Regions from separate parts of the Sus scrofa genome. Here region 2 is linked to region 1. The links are chromatin contacts, called in public HiChIP or PLAC-seq maps. All regions are on one chromosome and are shown on one strand. The core of a region is the stretch at or near the end of the contact, and the rest is flanking DNA. Distances in the headings are between cores, read along the strand shown. Region 1 overlaps NFIA (nuclear factor 1 A-type). Region 2 overlaps LOC106507659 (a long non-coding RNA gene).

Region 1 (4,165 bases), core at 27-2,526:
ACTTCAGGTGACGTCTTGTAAGGCTGGACAATTCTAATCAAGGCAAATACAACCTTACCTCCAACTCACAAGTTTCGATGATTTCAAGCTATGTACCTATCATGATGGGTCAATTCCACAACAAACAATTTGCTTAGACTCTGTACTGGAGCCTTCCTCAAACTGGCCAGTGTCCAGCTAGTTGACAATATGTGTTATTCCTAATTTTCTCAGCTGTAACAGGGACGCTTCAAGGCAAATGGGTTGCTGGGATGTGGGTCTTTTAACCAATCTGAATCTTCCATAGCTTATCCCATGATTCATGAAATGATCATCTTAACATCACACATTTTAATGCTTTAAAAAATCTTTAATGCCTTTAATGCATGGTATAGAAACACAATACTATTAATGAATCACACTATCTACATTTGGGTGAAAGCTGTGGTTAAACTGGACAGTGGAAGGAACCGTCCATCCCTCGTTTTGGTCTTCTACCAAATTAGGGCAAACTGTGCCTGGAAAGTGTTCTAAAAATGTCTCTATGGACTTGAAGATCATAAAGGCCCCGGTTTCACTGAAATAAAACATATACCAAGTCCAGCACACAATAAATCTTCAACAGGTATCAATACCAACATTTATATCTTTTGACCAAAAAGCATAAGAAAGTCATCATTTAGATTAACATTAAACTTGTAGGGTCCCCTAACGCTTTTAGAAATGATGAAAAGCCACACCTCCTCTTCCCAAGAAAATATATATCTATTCACAAACATACACCACTTTGCCAATTCAGCAGATTCTCAGATAGTCCAAAGACAGTCCATAGATGGAATTGAAGAACCCCCATTTCAATCATAATACACCCAGAACAGCTTAAAATACACATTTTAAAATCATGAGATTTTGAGAGACACAGAGGTAAAGTAAGAATCCACAATGCATTACAAAAAAAGGAGTGGTAGCTCAATTATAAAATATGTCTCTGCATATTTTGATATGTGTTGCTCTGTCTTAACTACCCAGCAACAATGAGGTAAATAGATTTAGCAAATGTTACTGAAGTAATGAAATACATAAACATCTCCACCAGCTTTCCTCCTTAAGCTTTAGCTGAACAAGAAGGAAACTAGCATTTATTATCTTCCATATATGCCAGGGACTGTTAGACACTTTCTCACATTACCTTCTTTCTTTTTTGGGGGGTGGGGGTACTCCAGGGATGGAACCTGTGCTGCAGCAGTGATTACACCAGATCCTTTCTCCATGGAGCCACCAGGGAACCCCAGCGTGACCTCATTTCTCTGTAAGAACAATACCACAATACAGAGTTCCCGTCGTGGCGCAGCAGAAACGAATCTGACTAGGAAGCATGAGGTTTCGGGTTCCATCCATGACCTTGCTCAGTGCATTAAGGATCTGGTGTTGCCGTGAGCTGTGGTGTAGGTCACAGACTCAGCTCAGATCCTGCGTTGCTGTGGTTCTGGCGTAGGCTGGCAGCTGCAGCCCTGATTCAACTCCTAGCCTGGGAACCTCCATATGCCACAGGTGAGGCCCTAAAAAGACAAAAAAAAAAAAAAAAAGACAAAAATAAATAAATAATAACAATACCACAATAAGGCACTGTCACTACCCTTTATAGAGGTGAATAAATTGAGGCTAATGGATAAACAAACAGCATGCTGAAGTTCCAAAGTTCGTAAGCAGAAGAGCTCAGACTGAATACAATGGCAGATCTTAAGCCATTATTCTGTTACATATAAGAGTTTATAAACCACTAGAATCAGGTTTATTCTAATTCTAATTCAGTAAGTGTGAGTAACCTTTCCTCTCCAAAATAAAGGTTAAGCATGTATGGGGTTGTGGGGCAAATATTTCATATCCTCCTTTGACCTATGTCTCCAAAGTTCTATTTCCCAATCTCGAGCTTTTCCCAACAAGAGACAACTTAGGTCCTGCGGGACCACCCCTCCCTGACTTTAGCTCTGCCACAGATTATGAACCTAAACTTATACTCCTGAATAGCTCCTAAAACACAGCTAAAGAAAAGCTAAAAAGAAAAAAATGTGTAGATCACCTGTCCTAGACACAAACTTTATAATTAGCTATAATTTATCTTCCAGGCATAATTATGTACATTAATATAGTTCAGACAATAGACTCAAGCTATTTCAAAGTTTAATCAGCCTCCTTCCTAGAGAACATATACACAGACAGTTAAACAAAATAAGACAGTAAAGATTACGGCTACACACCCATACCAAAGATCAGACGTGATTAATTATTCTAAACATTTGTCTCAGAGGCAATTAAGTTGCCTGAGCAATCAGTCCTGTCTTGTTGAATTGATCTTTTTTAAAAAAACTGAGCTGACGATTCATTTCAGCTGAAACAGTGAAACTTTTTCAAGTTTCAGGAGCCAACTGGAACATCATTTATGTTCCACCGTGACACTCCATCCACCTGCCACCAGAACAAGAAGTAGGTGCCTTTCTTTGAAAGTCCTAAACTTATCTCAATATTTTTCATATGTATATATACAATTTAGGGGTTATGGAGGTGGAAGGCAAGAACTAGAGCCCACAGTACTGTATTAGGAAACCCAAGAAGTTAAAAATTATGGAAGTTATGTAGATGCACCTTCCAGGAAAAGATTATACGATGACAGCACTGGATTATAACTCAAACCTCACAGCCCTTCCAGAAATGTGAACTATATATCCCCATGAACTGCATACAGTGGTGCTCCATAAAGGCCCAAACTCTCTAATGGAGTGAATGGAAAATGAACCAGGAAGTTACTATCACAGGTTTAATTATGCCAAATATCACTATGAGTGTATATGAGTACCATGCAAAGTTTATAACCATCCATAGTTTTCCTTGCACTTAGCAGCATCAGCAATTGGGGGAAATTATCGAGCTCTTGGCAAAGAAGCCATCAAGTACATCAAGAGTTTATGTAACCAAAGCAAGGTACTCGAGTGATGACCACATGTTTGTGTCCTCACGGTTTCCTGTTCAGTTTACCTGTTTGAGTCAGACGGACCTTAGCAGAGCAAAGGGCAGAATCTAATCCTGAGTCACATGGAAAAGGGATGAACAAGTCTTGAAATACTTCACACTATCATGTCACTGAAACAAGTTAATAAACAATGATTTCCTAGTGACCTGATTTGCACAGGCAATATAAAAAAGAAGCCATTTATAGGTCAGTTATTATCATTCCTGTTCAAATACAGCTTGATAAATGGGAAGCTGGTTTATCTCACCTCCTGGAATAAGTTACAGTTCTACAGTAATGATGAGGTGCATTTTCAAAGTTTTTTACACTCAGGGATCATCACTGGAAAAGACCTTATATTCGTAAGTTCCAGAGGAACTAAATTTTTAAGTTAGTCTTCTGATTTTTTGATCTGATCTTTTGATTTTTTAAACTTAGTGCTAAATGTCTCTAATCATGCTAACTCAAAAAAAAAAAGTTAGTCTTCTGTCTTCAATAGTGGGTGACTTTAATGCTTCTGATTTCAGAATGGGGAAACTTGGAACAGGCTTATCAAAAATTGACAGCATTACACAATCAGTAATTGCACAGACGTGGCCCCATCAGAATTTTCCAGCTGTATTACATATAATGAAATTATTCACATAAATGATATAAAAGATTTTATACCGCAAATTACAATATAATCATTTTAACAGTTTGTCAATGTTGAAGAATCCATAAAATGTACTTTTTACACTCTCTTCATTAAAAACACATTTTAGGAGTTCCCATCGTGGTGCGGTGGTTAACAAGTCTGACTAGGAACCATGAGGTTGCAGGTTTGGTCCCTGGCCTTGCTCAGTGGGTTAAGAATCTGGCATTGCCATGAGCTGTGGTGTAGGTCACAGACTTGGCTCAGATCCCACGTTGCTGTGGCTGTGCCGTAGGCCTAGGCCAGTGGCTACAGCTTCGATTCCACCCCTAGCCTGGGAACCTCCATATGCCAAGGGAGCGGCCCTAGAAAAGGACCAAAAAAAACAAAAAACAAAAAAAAAAAAAACCCCACATTTTAAAACAATGATACAAATTCAGTTAGATACCTGGGTTTTTTTGGTTTTTTTTTTTTTTTTTTTCAGTTTTTCTTTTTGAGTGTGTGTGTTTTTTTGCTTTTTAGGGCTGCAAGTGTGGCATATGGAA
Region 2 (4,123 bases), core at 789-3,288, 160 kb after region 1:
AGTCATTATAACATGGAAAATGTACACTGTCTACACATCATGGGCTATGAAACAGCAGCCTGAACACATGACAGTCTCAGTATGTTTGAAATGTTGGAGCAAATGGGGTGGTTGGTTTTGAATTCATTTGCACTCATTTTTACCACTTGAGACACACTCATTAAAGAGCTGTATTTCAGCTATGTTATATGCTGCCCATTTAACTGAGCTGGCTTTTCACAGTACTGCTGCCTCTGGCTTTTTAATTTGCCTTGAACAGGAGTATTCTTCCATGTCATGAACAATTCAGGCAGGCTTTATCAGGTAAAGCCAAGTCATCAGCTCCTTCCACTCAGCTCCTGGGACCTCCAGGTTGGGACTGCAGATAAAGATGGGGACTGCAGATCCCTAAACCGGAGAGCTGAATCAAGCTCACTTTCTTCAGGGCAGCTGCTCAAGAGCAATCTGCTCGCACTTAAACCCTTTAAAGCTACAAACAAACTCTGGGAAAGTTACATCACCGTAAACAAAAACACAGTTGCTTAAATTATTATTATGCAACACTGTGTCATTACTCACACATCGATACTGCAATTATCTTCCCAATTTGGCAAATACCACCATAGCTTGGTAGGCAGCTTGGGGAGAAGTAAAAGTCTGGGATAAATATGTCAATGCCAGATTCACCAATGCGAAAGGTTTCCTACCCTCTTGAAAGACACTCAGGTTTTATCATGCAAACAAAGTGAGAATCCAAAGCTGTCTCCCAAGTCTTTGGAATACCACATTTTAAATGTCAATGATTAGTAAGATCCATATGCTCGGCTAGAGAGAAGAGCAATACAATCAGGCACACGTGAAAGTGAAATTCTGGATGTGCTTTTTAAAAACTCGCAGGCATCAATACACATTTGGTAACTAATTTGTTAATCAGCCTACCCCTTCCCCCGCCAGAGGTGTGTGCACCCACTGGGTTGTGTCTGCCCCAGGTCATCTCCAGTAAGGAGAATGCCCCCACCCCACGCCTGCTGCTGTTCACCGCTGCAACGCTGGGTGTTTAAAAAGACAAATCAAATGTCCCGGACCCATTTTTAGCAAAAGGATTTGGAAACCAGATGAAAAGGACCAGTTTGTAAAAAGAAGGGGAAAAACTGGTAACTACTTGTCCTAAGAAAAGAGCAAGACTGAGGGCAAATGACCGACACAAGTGCCTATGACCATTTTTCTCCTTGGGCTGTAGCAGAGCTGACAGTAGAAGGTTGGGGGTGAGGGGTGCGGGAGAGATACAGGGAAGAAAAAGGGTTTCAAGCACCGTCTCCCGGTTCGCAAAGGTCTGGCCTCCTCAGTGCTCAGGAAGAGGTGGTAGCCATTTTCTTTCTTTTCCTTTTTGTTTAACGTAAAAGGAAAATAAACCAGAAAAGGTATATCTCCCTGCACCAACAGCTCAGCTCCTCTCTCAAAAGGAAAAAAAAAAAAAAAAAAAAAAAAAAAAAAAAAGTATTTTAACAATCTCAGGTACAAAACCCAATCCACATGCTTCCAATGAGGCTTCTGGAGTCAACTGGATTCGATTTGGTGACCGCACTGATGGAGACGTGATCTTGAAAAATCAATCCGTGCTCGCGCCCCCACTCCGCCTCCGCCGCCGCCGCCGCCGCAGTGGCCACAAAATTAGCGGCTCCGAGGACGTTTTTGCCGCAGTGCACGTCCGCAGTAACCGCCGAGCACTCGGGTGAATAATGCCAGTACAGTGCGCAGACGATCGGGCTGATTTATCACGTAAAATAATTCACTGCTTCAGTCTGGCTCTTGGTCCTGTCACTTTAAATCACAAACGCGCGTCTACACAGTTCTATAGGCGCCCACACATGCATGGTACACGTGTGTGCGTGTGTGTGTGTGCACGCTGCGCGCAGGGCCAAGTGGAATGATTCCAGATTGCTTCACGTATAGGAAAGGGAAAAAAAGAGCAAAAGAGCTCGTCACCCCAAACGCTAACCCCACCTTTTGCAGCATGGACAAGTGGCTTGTAATGCAGCTTGGAGCAGAATAAAGTCTGAACAAAACTAGACTGTGAGACTAGCACGTCCCAGAGTGAAAGTGAGTGACGTTAACGCAGACTCGGTAAAGACTCGGATCACTTGCAGGCAAAACTAATCCACCCCCCCCTTTTTTTTAATAAAAGAAAGAAAAGAAAATCATTAATTAGGTTCAGATCTAAAATGCTGCTTTGAAAACGCACGCACATGTTGAAGACTCTGGGACTGTAATTTCTTGGGTAAACATCTGGTGAAGACATTCCAGGAACACATCTGAAAGGAAGAAAGGCGTAAGACAGCCCCTTCTTTATATATCTTGGGTCAAAAAAAGGGTTGTTTAAACTATTTTTTTTTTTTAAGTGTACTCTCAGTCTAAATACGTTTATGAACTCTAAGGGTGAATTTGGGTTGGGAGGGCTGAGCTGAGAGTGGAGTCCTGGGTCCCAGGCTCATCTGTAATCTTGGGCAGGTTTCATTCTATGGCTTTCTTTTCTCATCCATAAAATTGCAGAGGGTCAATGATTTTCTCTCTCTTTCTTTCAGTCTGTCTGTCTGTCTGTCTTTCACACACACACCATGACTCTATCTAGGAGGGAATGACGATGGGGCTTGGGGAAGAGATTTTAATGTAGAGAGAAAAAGAGGTCACATTCTTCAGGTGGCATCTGTTTAAACTGATGGTAATGAAAGTGATGAGTCCGGTATGCTGGAGTCCTTAACAATAAAGATTGTGTCTATATTAAATGCTGCTATTGTCCCAGCTCTGAAGTATATATAGCATATGATAATTACTCCTTGAGAATGATAATGTAATCTTGTAATTATATTGGGGGTGGGTAGAGACTATTTTCAAGGACCAGCCAAAAGGATTTTGGGATTGAAACGATTTTCAGTATTGTTTAAAATGTTTGTGAAATGCATTAAATTACTTAGATAATTCAGAGAATATGAGGTTTTTTAAGTGGGTAAGAGTTCTCCTGTGCCAGACTCACTGTTAAGATTGACCAAATTAATGGGATTCATTACTCCTTGTCTACTTTTTCAGAAAACATTTCCAAGCAGGGTTATAGTCAGAGACCACTGTTTGACACTTCTCTTAACTGTGCAGTAAATGGTCAGGAGTATGGGTGCCAGAACCAAACTACTAGCTGGTTTTGATATGCACTAGCTGAGTAACTATAGAAAAACTATTTAATTTAGTTCTGCCTCAGTTTCCCACATTTATATAAGGAAGATTACAATTGCAACTCATTCGCAGGGCTGTTGTCAGAACAAATGAGTTATCATATTAAAGTGCTTGGAGCAGAGCATGGCACATGTAACAAACAGCTCAATAAATGTTAGAGGTTATTATTACTCCAGTGAAAACACGGGGAGAGCAATGTCACATATAATAGAGGGATCTTTGAACTGCTCCTGGATTTCGACTAACGCCTCTGAGCACTTTATTTTATCTGGCTTTTATGATGTCGGCTTAAAGCAAGGAGCTCCAGCAGTCTTTATTATTATTAAGAATAGGCCAGAACATCCTCTACCAAAACTCCATTCCCATACATACATTCAATAGTTATGAAATTGGAGAATTCTCCACTTGATCGGATCAATGCACATGTGTAATACTGGCTCTATATGTTGAGTACATACTTTTTATGTGTGTGTTAACTATTCGGGTGGGAGGAAGCCAAGGTTTTCTTTGGAGAGAAATTTCCAAGGCATCAGTTAGTTCCTGCCTGTTCCTGTTGTGATACTTTCTTTCCTACACAATTTGTTACCTCAGGCCTAGTCTCTGTCATTGAATTATGGAGTCAAAATGATCACAAATCTCTGGCATGCTCCCTTTGTGTCATTATCAGTTTAAAGAGGAAAAGTGACATCCTGACTTTCTCTCCTCTCTTAACGACCCCCAGACTGCAGACTTGAACCAGGCTTTAGGCAGGGTCACAGGCACGGAATGCTCAAGGGAGCAATCCTGCTTGTGTTTGCAATTTGGGATTGAAGGCAAGCTGCAGTAAAGCTTTATAGAGGAAGTAGAGATTAGGTGTTTCCAGAACAAGGTGGGCGCTGGCAGGCTTAGGTCACTACTTGTTGGAAACTTAGGTCCCCCT

What was found. HiChIP or PLAC-seq counts read pairs in DNA pulled down with a chosen protein or histone mark.
Region 2: an H3K27ac HiChIP or PLAC-seq map of alveolar macrophages shows a contact between it and region 1. The contact joins two enhancer-like sites. A contact is called at or near these places in 3 of 5 promoter capture datasets (fetal liver and liver), 5 of 47 Hi-C or Micro-C datasets (alveolar macrophages, embryonic fibroblasts, liver and 1 more) and 2 of 2 datasets of contacts at active chromatin or transcription factors (alveolar macrophages and skeletal muscle).

The regions. Positions count from the first base shown.
Region 1 is chr6:151,081,920-151,086,084 of Sscrofa11.1, forward strand. The region is part of intron 2 of NFIA (nuclear factor 1 A-type); the gene reads right to left. Among named protein-coding and RNA genes, the nearest start is that of NFIA, 150 kb to the right of the region's middle. Within about 2 kb of position 1,277, at least 6 of the 83 cell types and tissues checked have an H3K27ac peak or open chromatin away from gene starts, as enhancers often do. A contact at or near this core is called in alveolar macrophages, fetal liver and liver, where this site is marked.
Region 2 is chr6:151,243,238-151,247,360 of Sscrofa11.1, forward strand. It overlaps LOC106507659 (a long non-coding RNA gene), which reads left to right. Exons shown (of 2, transcript XR_002345466.1): 1 at 1-2,308. Among named protein-coding and RNA genes, the nearest start is that of NFIA, 16 kb to the left of the region's middle. Within about 2 kb of position 2,039, at least 31 of the 83 cell types and tissues checked have an H3K27ac peak or open chromatin away from gene starts, as enhancers often do. A contact at or near this core is called in alveolar macrophages, fetal liver and liver, where this site is marked.